Linked DNA regions of Mus musculus: all the other regions are linked to region 2. The links are chromatin contacts, called in public Hi-C maps. All regions are on one chromosome and are shown on one strand. Each heading gives the region's core, a stretch centred on a gene start, on an enhancer-like site or on the middle of the called end of the contact. The rest is flanking DNA. Distances are from core to core; before and after follow the strand shown.

Region 1 (3,790 bases), core at 17-2,516, 440 kb after region 2:
TCGAGAAATCCCATGATCTTTTTAAACCAAAATGCCTCTTCTTAAACTGAAATGGACACCAGGAAGCTAACGGCATTGGTGCTTCTTAGTTTATTTGGCATTTTATGAACAGAGAAAAGCCCATTTTATCACTAGCTCAGTAGTAAAGGACCCAAGCTTGTATAAAGCCTATTAAGCAAATGTCAATAGAATAAAAAATGTGACTCGTCTTTCTTCCTCTATGTCTTAAGGGTCATGATCTACTGAAAATTAGGATTTGCCTCATTTAACAGGTATAATTAACTCTAGTCTCTACGTGTCACAGTGGAATTGCTGCAGGAGGGTAAGTCAGCAATACTAAATGAACGAGCAATTGCATTTCCTCTTTTGTATCCCACGGTGGGAACTGGGGGTAAAAATATGTTTTCTTCCCAGGCTGGGGATAAAGAGACTTCCCCTCAAAGCCTGCCTGTTCCTCAGCAAGTCTGGAAGAAATCTATTCCCGTTGGAAACGAAGGCAGGCCTTGTTGGGTTGTCTTGTGTCCCGTGGCTACAGGTGTTGAATGAGTCTAGACAGTTTTCAAGCTTGAGCTGAATTTTAGACAATGTCTTTCAAATCAGAGCTAAGAAAAGCCTTTCTCTCAACGTTGGGAGTGTCTAGTCTCCGAGGTGCAATCCTTCAAGACTGCAAAATCCAGTCAGAAAGAGTTTCTCTACTTACTTTTTCTTTAAACAAATAGCAAATATTCCATGCCGTTTGTATAAAGTAGCTCCCAGACTCAGGAAAACAACTGAGGCAGGTGTGGTGATGCCTGAGATCCCAGTATTTGGTAGCTTGAGACGGGAAGGTTCTGAGTTATGAGACAGATTGGGCTATGTAGCATGTTCCAGACACCAGGGCTACATAGCAAGCCCTTATCTTAACACAAACTAGCCAACCAACCAACCAGCAAACAACATTTGAAAGTATGTGCCTGGCACATGGGCCAGAACTCTATGCACTCTCTGGAACTTCTCAGAGTATCTGTCCTAGTGTGGCCACATCCAAGAGGACTCTCTGGAGCTGTTGCCAAACATCTGTTATCAATGTGGGGTTCTGTCAGCCTTTGACTCTGCGTGGAGCTAAGGCTCGCTTTACAGTGTTGCAGAGATAACAGTTGGTTATTTCAACATTTCTTTTTCTTTTTAGTCTGATTGAGATGCAGGCCAATGTAAAGATATGCGAGGACCCAGACAGTTAAAACACTCTCAAAGCTCAGAGGGCTCTTCTGGACAAAGTCCTCAAATAACCAGATGATCAAAACAAACACACCCTTCAGTGGGATGAGCAGGTCATAGGACAGGCCCTCTTTCATCTCTCGGCCACCTCTGAATTTGTATTGTGCAATTATCAACACTCTTTTCAAAGGTGCCAAAGAATATGACATCCATTTGGGTCAATGCAAAGGTGACAGCTCACATCTCTGACATCAGTAACTGAAAGTCTTCACTTTGGCCAACACATACAAAGACAACTCGCAGAATACCAACCAGGGCACTTAGACAAGTCCCAAGGGGTCAATGCCACATTGGAAAAGAGAATCGAGCTAAAGAGGACACAGCAGTCATTGACAATGGGACACATTGATTAATGTTCTTCACAACCCAGCTTACAGCCAGGGTTCAGTTTATTAGTAATGACCTCCTTATCAGAAAAGATTGGCAACCATAAGGCTGGCATCTCTCCCCCGATTCTAAAGCAAACTCTGACACTGCTGTAGACTTCCTTTCAGACCCTCTACTGTACCTCCTTCTTCAACATCACTGCTGTAGCACAGGCAAACCCTCATCTCCTGTACTGAAACAAACCCCACTGCACTAAGGCAGGGCAAGGTTTCCAAAGCCCTAAAAAGACCGGCTGACTTAGCAAATACCAGGAGTGACCTTGAGAGTATTGATCAAACTCTCTTTGTCTGTTTCAGAGGCAGGGAAATTAAATAGTCCTCTAAATCATTAATGGATTCCTTTTATGCTCCCCTCTCCATGAAACAGCCTTTCCCCTCCATCCGAGCTGGGAATCTCTTTCCCACAGCTTTCTGGGAAACAACAGGTATCGCTTGTCAAAAATACTCAAGAAAATGGTTCCATTTTCTCTCTTGATATTACTTAGAACATCCAATGAAAACTCACCCACAGTCAACTGAATAATTGCCTTGGAAAGATGCATACATTCTTCCTACCTTGATGGGGCTGATAAGTCTGTCTTTAAAATATATTGAAATGTTAACGACAAAGAAAGCTTTAGTGAAAACTTCACCTTTTAAACTAAAAGTCTGTTTGACTTTATCTTTCTCACTGAAAGTTTCTGTGTTTTGAAAGCTGTGTTTTGCGTCTGCATTTGGACCTAGAATCCGTCTACCACTGATGAGAGAAAGCAGGGTTCAAAAACCTCCTGTCCTAAATTACCTCCCTTATCAAGAAACCCTCAGCACTAAGAAGGAAGCCAGAAAGCCTGGAGCCCATTTAAATGGAAACAAAACACAAAGACACCTTTGTAGAAGTGCATAAAGTTGCTTTACAATGTTGCAGACTTAACACTCGATTATTTCAACCTTTTGGTTGCTGTTTTTTGTTTGTTTGTTTGTTTGTTTGTTTTTTAATAGACTGAATGAGATGCAAGCAGATGTAGGAAATGGGAGGACCCAGACACTTCAAATGCTCCCAAAGCTTGTAGGGTCAAAAGCCTCAAATAACCAGCCCCTGTGACTGGATGACAAGAGAGTCCAAGACTGGATGAAAAGAAGGATAAGACAGAAGGGCCATGTGGGGCAGGGCTGTGTGGGGCAGGGCTGTGTGGAGCAGGGCTGTGTGAGGGCTGAGTGGAGCAAAGATATGTGAGGCAGGGCTGTGTGGGGCAGGGCTGTGTGGAACAGGGCTGTGTGGAGCAGGGCAGAGAGGGGCAGGGCTATGTGAGGCAGGGCTGTGTGGGACAGGGCTCTGTGAGGGCTGAGTGGAGCAAAGATATGTGAGGCAGGGCTGTGTGGGGCAGGGCTATGTGGGGTAGGGAGGTGTGGGGCAGGGCTGTGTGGGGCAGGGATGTGAGGAGCAGGGCTGTATGGAGCAGGGCTGTGTGGGGCAGGGCTGTGTGGGGCAGGGCTGTGTGGGGCAGGGCTGTGTGGGGCAGGCAGTGCAAGAAGCCCCAGCACTCTAGGCCTTGAATCAACCACTAATTTCAGATTGACCTCAGAAAGTCTATGGGTTGCTTTGGGCCTCAGTTTCCCCAAGGAAGTTGCAGTAGGTAGTACCTTCCCTTCTGTCCAAGTGTAACACCTACACCTGTTCCCTTGCTATATCTATCCCAATTGTACCTCTGTTTTACATTGTCCCCACTGCCTGGGAGAAGCCATCTAGGTTAGGAGGAGCAGAACCTTATATGCGGTCTCATAGGAGCTCAGAGAGCTGACTTTCTTCTCTCTGACAATGTCTCTGGGCCATGGCACTCCAGCTTCCCTCTCACTTTGTCATTTGTAGATCCTCCCTGTGGTGATTTGAATAAGAATGGTCTCCACAGATTACTAGATTTGAGTGGTTAGAGAAAGGCACTAGGACTAGGGGGTGTGGCCTTGTTGGAGGAAATGTGTCACTGGTGGGGGGCGGGGGGACTTTGAGATTTCAAAAGCCCAAGCCAGGCACAGTGGCTCTCTTCCTCCTGCTGCCTCTGCATCAGGATGTGGAACTCTTAGCACCAGATTTGCCTGAGTGCCTCCATGCTGGTGAAGGACTGAACCTCTGAAACCGTAAGCCAGCCCCAGTTAAATGCTTTCTTTTATAA
Region 2 (3,563 bases), core at 986-3,485:
GACTTCCATGGACATGGCCTTGGGATGGGGGTGTAGGGCATTGAGAAGATGCAGACGTGACAGAGGGGGAGGGAAAGAGAAGAGAGAGAGGAAGAGGGAGAGGGAGAGGGAGAGGGAGAGGGAGAGGGAGAGGGAGAGAGAGAGAGAGAGAGAGATCTAGCTTCCATGTTGGTGAGACCATTATATACTCTAAGTACAAGGCACCAAAGACTGTAATTACTATTGATTTAGTAATGAGAATCTTTTCCTGTTTGTGGGAGGCACTTGAGAGCAAAGATGATCCAAACTACCCCCCTAATACTTTGTTATTCCCCAGGATGAAAAGGAAATTATGAAGTATAATATTTAATGAGTTAAAAACATACTGAGCATGTGACCAAGGCATGATCTGCTCTGTGGACTAAAACATGCTGCAAATTTATTGGTGGAACAATGAGAAGTCTGGATCCTAATTGTCAGTAAGAAGCCAGGGTTCTCATCTCTAGGCTACAGATTTTTGCTAGTGTGTATTAACTTGTAGCCAGGGCTTTCTTGATACATTTGCTATGATGTGTGCACCTGGGCCATATTTACTCCTCCTTCCTATTCCCCTTCTCATCCCCCCACACCACCAGTTGTTCCCCTTTTATTTTCAACACCCCCAAATTCTGCATGTGGGAGAGGAACCATGAGACAGTTGTCCAAGATACTTATGTTTAGTTTGCTCTAACTGCCCAGCTCATCTATTTTCTTGCAAATGACATGGCTAGATTCTTTATGGTCAAGTGTAACTTAGTTGCACATATCTTTAACCACAAAGGCCCAACCATAACCACTGTAGGGCCCCTAGGCTGATAACTTGGCTGTTGTGAACAGGACCACACGCAGTAAGCATTGGTATGCAGGTATGAGGCTATCTCAGAAAGGGGCGCAGTAAACGAGGGTGTGCAGGGAGTATAGTAAACTGACTTAGATTCCTTGGGAATTTGGACCCAGAAGTGGTATCTCTGGGACATAGTACTGTTTTAATTTTTTTCTTTTGAGTAGCCTCCGTACTAACTTCCATAGCCAAGCAACAATGTTTAAGGGCCCACTTTGCCCCATATTCTTGCCAACATTTATTAATTTTTCTTAACGATAGCCATTATGACTAGAGTGAAGTCAAATAGCAAAACAATTTTGATTCGCACTTCCCAGAAGGATAAGAATATTAAAGGTTTTTTTTTTTTTCCTGTGTATGTATTGACCATCAGTGCTTCATTTGAAAAGTGTCAGTTCAGTTCATTTGCAGGTTTATTGGCTGGATTATTGATTTTTTTTTTTTTTGAGTTCCACTTTCCATTGGGCATTAATCCCTGGACATGTGATTATCTTCTGTGCAGCTGACAAAGATCCCCCCCCCCCCGCCCCCTCCTTCAAGGCTGTGTCTCTTTACTCTGGGAATCTATGCTGTGAGGAGCTTTGTTATTTAGATTTAGCTCTTTTATGTGTATGTGCGTCACATGCATGCAGTGCCTAAGGAGGCCAGAAGAGGGCAGCAGATCCACTGGAAAAAGAGTTGTGCCTAGTTGAGCGCTACCACGTGGGTGTTCTATAGGAGCCTAACATTGAAACGGCCCCCAAAGCCACTTAAGGAACTAAAGACATTTACTGCTCAGGAGGAGGAAATGTGACTCCCACCCTGAAGCTGGGCCGAGCCTGTTGGGCACAGGCCATCTTAGGGGAGATTGAACTTTATGGAAAGATGAAGACTCCTAGGATGTGACTAATAACGGAGCCCGGGAGCGAGGACCTCGCCATGACAGAGTGACTGGTTGAAGGAGCCACAGGAGGCGTTGCCTTAGGGAAGAACCATGAGCCGCCTTGTAGAGAGAGGCAAGAGCGGTCCTCTTCCATCTGCGTGCAGATGGTTCTGTTCTGCAAGGCTGCGTCCTGGTGCAAACCTGAGAGGAATTATTCCGGGATGAGGTTTGCTGTAGCAGCAAAACATTTGTCTTATAAAGGAAACTTGACTGAAAAACACGGTTTACAAGATTTTAAACAGAGACACACTCAAACTTAAAAAACACAATGCTCTCATGATTACTTTAAGACCTTTGAGCCTCCTCTGAAACAAACCATCCCCTCTATAAATTTTGTCCACAGAGTAATTTTCAAATTCAGTGGAACAGAGCTTTGAATGGTGTCATGCAGTATGAAAGGAAACCGGGCTTGGCGTTCCTTTCCTTTACATTATCTGGGCTGATTCCAGCATTTATAGATGCAGTAAACACTGAGGGTTTTCTAACTCCTCACCACGGAGTCAATAAAGAAATGAGAGCAGCAATAGAGGCTCTTGCTGTTTCCTTAAAGAGCTGGGAGACATCCAACCGCAAGCTGATTTTCTGTTGGCTGCTGGCTACATGTTAGTGACCTGCTTTGTGTTTTACGAGCCATCTGCAGACCCCACAGTGCCGTGCTCTGTCTGCTTTGAGATCTTTTCTTAAGACACAGGAGAGGTTGTTTGAGGTCCTCACACTGAAACTGTTTTATGTCATGAAGATTAGGGGACAGAATGAGATGCACCCGGAACTGTACACAGATGACAAACACAGACTCACTCTAAAGTCAGGGAAAACACATCCATCCATCCACACATATCTCCCCAGACACCCCCCTACATACACACACACACCCACACACACATACTCATACACACACACACACACACACTTACATCCATCCCCCTAATGTCCATACACACACATACACATACATGCATAGACACACAAACACAGGCATAACAGCTACACACACATACACACACATATACACATACATACACACAGACACAAAGATAAGTATACACAGTCATACAGAGGTACACAGACAGAAACACACACGCATCCATCCACACATATCTCCCCACACACCCCCCACATACCCCCTCATATACACACACATCCATACACACCCATACACACACATACACTCACATCCATCCCCCCAAAGTCCATCTACACACACACACACATCCATCCACACACATTCACATATGCAAATACATGCATAGACATACGCATATCCACCCACACACACATACACATCCATACACACATAAGCATACATCTATTCATGTACGCACACACACATACACATATATGCATAGACACACAAACACAAGCATACAGCTACAGACACACACACATATACACATACATACACACAGACACAAAGATAAGTATACATAGTCACACAGAGGTACACAGACAGAAACACGCACACATTCATATACACATAGACATACAAACATGCAAACATAGCCACATAATCTCTCTCTCCAACACAGGGACACATTCTCTTTCTCTTCTCTATCTTCCTCTAGTTCTCTCTCTGTCTCTCCCTCTCTTTCACTCTTTCACTCTTCCCTCCCTCTTCTCTCTTCCCTGCTTCTCTTTTCCATCTCCCCCTTATATCTCTCTTCTCTCTCCCATATCTCTCCCCTCTCTCCCCCCTCTTCCCTCTCCCTCTCTCCCCCTCTCCCCCTCATCTCTCTCTTCCTTCTCCCCCAACTTCCCTTTCTCCTCCTCATCTCTCTCCTCCCT
Region 3 (3,729 bases), core at 1,033-3,532, 410 kb after region 2:
CTGCTCACTACAGACCCAGAGCGACACTCCTCTAAAGAGAACAAGTGGATGAGTTGGCCTCACAGAACTGAGGAAGGGATTAAGAGGAGGAAGAGGAAAAAGGAGTGAGGAGAAGAGGAAGACAATCTCTTAGTTGTTTCTCCAGAGAATGGGGGTGGAGGGAGTGCATCACCTGTTCATGTTGTTAGGAAACCTCTCCAAGAGATCCTGTGTCTTCTGTCTTCAAATCGGCGCGTAGGAGGTGGTGTCCTTGGAGGACTTTGGGACCACCGTGAAGGCTGTAGAGTTGCCATCTTCTCTGTCTTAACCCTCAACATTTCCAGTTTTTCCTTTTGTCGGGTGATACCGAATGGAAAGTGGACTTTCTGTATGACATGTGTCTCATACCAAGACACAAGGGTTAACGACAAAAAGAAGTCTTCAGGCTGGTTATTTCATAACTCACATCAAGATAGGAGAGGAAGACAAAATCGGCAGCATCATTTATAAGCCCCGGGAAGTGGAAGTTTCCAGGCTGCCATAAATAAGGACAAGAGTGTCTGCCAAGTTAGAGGCCTTGCCAAATTTGAAATCCACTCAATCTCTACATTTTGGAACCCAGAACAGAACACCAACCTTGTGGGATTTATAATATTTTCTTCTCAGCGAAATCTCTTGCTATTTATAAGAAAGTAAAAACAAAAAGTAATATATATATATATATATATATATATATATATATATATATATATCATGGGAAGGTTTTTATTTATTTATTTTTAACCATCTGGGAGTTTTACAAGCAGTAAGACTGTAAAGATAATTAGGTGGAATGATCTATGCACTGTTATTAAATCCATCGTAGTCAAAGAAGACTGAAAGTATGCAGAGCCGCGTGTATGTACATGTGTGTATGCAAGTGTGTGCATCTTTGCATGTGTGTACTACCGTTCTCTCATCAACACTTAATTTCTCTCTTTTTTCCCCCTCATACACAGACCACCACCACCCATGATTCCGTCCAACCAATGTAAAAGTTTTAAAGCATAAAAAATTAAAGAAAAGATGAAGAAGCTTATTTAGGATATGAGTGCTGTTCAGAAACAGAATGAGAGCTAAATAGAGCAAAATAGCTCCTAAGGAAGATAAAGGTGTGGGGAGGGAATAAGCTAAGCGGGTAGAGGCACCTCCCATCAGGTTATACATAAGTAAGATGGACTTAGCCACCAAAGGATGCTCTCTGAGAGAGGGTGGGGCCTCACAGACTACAGACAGTCTCACCTGGGCCCTAACAAGTTCCCAAATTATAGAAACCAAAGCGGCAGATTATAAGCATCACACAGACTGTCACCCCCGAGGACAAGGGTGACACCTGCTTGGTGGACTCTGGTGTCACCCAGAGCTGAGCTCAGTGTCTTGCCTGATTTTGACACAGCAAAATACCCTAGGTCTTGAATGGCCTCGATGTAACAATCCAAGGAAGAACTCAGTGTGTGTTCTAGGGGACAAGGAGGTGACATGGAGAACGATCTCTAGCGATGACTGAACACTAGAAGACCCAAGCCCAGGAAAGGCTGGAGCAATAGAGCAACCCCAACAGGCCTCTAGATTGCTCCTGGTAGAGTGATTGATTCTTCCACACACAGAATTCGAAAGGCGTGTCCAGCCGCCTTCTCTACTCAGACCTGGGAGGGCCACACGTGGCTGATGGGGAATTAACACACTCAGTCATGGCCTTGGACACATGATGGAGAGGCAATGGGACTGCCCCAAATCAAGGACCCCAACATCAGTACAAAATAAACACTCACTTAGGGAGTCTTTCTTGAAAAGCCTGAAGCATCTTAGGAGGCTGCGTTTTGGTCTCCGTGGGAAGGCAGAAGGGAGTTTACCCCCTGACACTGGAGCATTGGCTGAAGCTGTGCAAACTTACCTGAGAACAGATTCTATTCACCACAGCAAACGGCACAGCCTACATTTTTGTTTAACAGTGCTTCAGAACTGATTACAGTTTGATGGGGATTATTAAAAAGAGATAAAAGGGTGGAAAATAAACATAGGAGTTGTTTCTCCGTCCCTCCTTGGAAACGTAATAAAACTATCAGAAGGAAGGGGGAAAGCTTACTGCTCGTTAGTCTGTGGTTGGGCAGAGATTTTAATTCAGTAAACACAGGCTCTGAGATCTTGTGGCATGTGAGATGGACTTGACCAAATGACTGGAAAATTAGCATATGCCCTTGGCAGTCTCTCCCAGTCCTGGGCTGCCAGAAGGGGGTGCAGAGAGGACTCCATGTGTGGAGGCTGCTCTGTGTCTTTGTGCTGCAGAGGCCAAAGCCAAGTCAGGCCTTTGTGACACTTTGTTCTGCTGTCTAGATTCTGTGCATGGAGGTAGCTGGATATGATATGTCCTCTACCAACCCGTCCTGCCACGCCCCAGCCCTGCTGTGCTAATCTCTCTTAGGATCCCTCATTAGGCTGGCAAGATGGCTCAGCGGTTAAGAACACACTAACTGCTCTTCCGGAGGTCCTGAGTTCAAATCCCAGCAACCACATGGTGGCTCACAGCCATCTGTAATGAGATCTGATGCCCTCTTCTGGTGTGTCTGAAGACAGCTACAGTGTACTTACAAATAATAAATAAATCTTTTTTTTTTAAAAGAATCACTCATTAGATAGTGAAACAACCCCAGGGGGATGCGGAGGGCTGGAAATCAGGGGACATGAGCAAAGGCACTCGATGACATCGGTCAAAAGTACAAATCTGCCATGGCCAGTTGCAAACACGGTCTGGGTTCTCATGCTTCGCACCGAAACCTCCTGACCCAACCTGCCTCATAAGGTAAAAGGTGAAAATCAGGTGCTGGTGTTACCACCAGGCCCCACACTCATGTGCCGAGATCTGCAAGGGCTTCCTGAGACTGGGAGCAGACGCCTTCTCAGTGACTGGTTAACCTGACAATTCACCGTGGTCAAGAATAATCTCTGCTCGATGGCCAGGGCCAGAAGGGGTGAGCACGTTAAACTACGGAAACTGTACTGTTGGGTAAGCTCTGTAGAGCTGTGAGGAGCCCTGGGTAGCCTGTGGAAGACCGTTTGGCACATATTTGCAAAATCAATACCCCTTAACTACCATCAGCATCCTTTAAGTCCTGGGTAGACTCCCTTTTGATTGTAAGGTGAATTTACCCCAAGTTAACCACCACTCATGCAGTAACAATAACCCCTTCAGGGTGCCCAGAAGGTGGTCATGGGCTCAAATAAATCCAAGATGCAGTTGTTTAAATCTTATTTTTTGGCCTGTAGCCAAAGTGGGACATGCGGAAGGAAAGTCTGAAGAGCCTGTAATGGAGACTAAGGGGACGTGACATATGAGCAGTCTGCCGCCATAACTGGTCATGTCTCTCCAGGTACTGCTGTCCTTGAGATCTCTATCCTGGACCATAAAAGCTGCTCTCTGTCTCTGACATGAGTTGCTTAGTTGCTTAGTGAATGAACTGACAGGACATTGTGTGCCCTCTTGCTGGGGTAAAACATCAAAAGTATTTTGTAAAGAATATAAAAGTTTAGTTGGTAAAAAACCAAAACAAAACAAAAAACAAACAAACAAACAAAAAAAAAAAAAACCCACAAAGCTTCCTGGTATATACTCTGTACCAAATACCTTTTAACTAATGGAAGTAGTTCTCATGTAAGAATCATAAACCATACCTCTTGTGTGTGTGATTCTTACTGATGGAAACTCTCAAAGCT

The links. Hi-C and Micro-C count contacts between places; a contact is called where the count stands out from the background.
Region 1: a contact with region 2 is called in a Hi-C map of uterus. The contact joins two enhancer-like sites. A contact is called at or near these places in 1 of 484 Hi-C or Micro-C datasets (uterus) and 1 of 9 other capture datasets (embryonic stem cells).
Region 3: a Hi-C map of uterus shows a contact between it and region 2, with 2.2 times the contacts expected there. The contact joins two enhancer-like sites. A contact is called at or near these places in 1 of 484 Hi-C or Micro-C datasets (uterus) and 1 of 9 other capture datasets (embryonic stem cells).

Annotation. Positions count from the first base shown.
Region 1 is chr13:58,911,882-58,915,671 of GRCm38.p6, reverse strand. The region is part of intron 12 of Ntrk2 (neurotrophic tyrosine kinase, receptor, type 2); the gene reads right to left. Among named protein-coding and RNA genes, the nearest start is that of Ntrk2, 110 kb to the right of the region's middle. Within about 2 kb of position 1,266, at least 11 of the 459 cell types and tissues checked have an H3K27ac peak or open chromatin away from gene starts, as enhancers often do. A contact at or near this core is called in uterus, where this site is marked.
Region 2 is chr13:59,349,618-59,353,180 of GRCm38.p6, reverse strand. No RefSeq gene overlaps it. Among named protein-coding and RNA genes, the nearest start is that of Gm34721, 57 kb to the left of the region's middle. Within about 2 kb of position 2,235, at least 10 of the 459 cell types and tissues checked have an H3K27ac peak or open chromatin away from gene starts, as enhancers often do. A contact at or near this core is called in uterus, where this site is marked.
Region 3 is chr13:58,937,189-58,940,917 of GRCm38.p6, reverse strand. The region is part of intron 12 of Ntrk2 (neurotrophic tyrosine kinase, receptor, type 2); the gene reads right to left. Among named protein-coding and RNA genes, the nearest start is that of Ntrk2, 130 kb to the right of the region's middle. Within about 2 kb of position 2,282, at least 12 of the 459 cell types and tissues checked have an H3K27ac peak or open chromatin away from gene starts, as enhancers often do. A contact at or near this core is called in uterus, where this site is marked.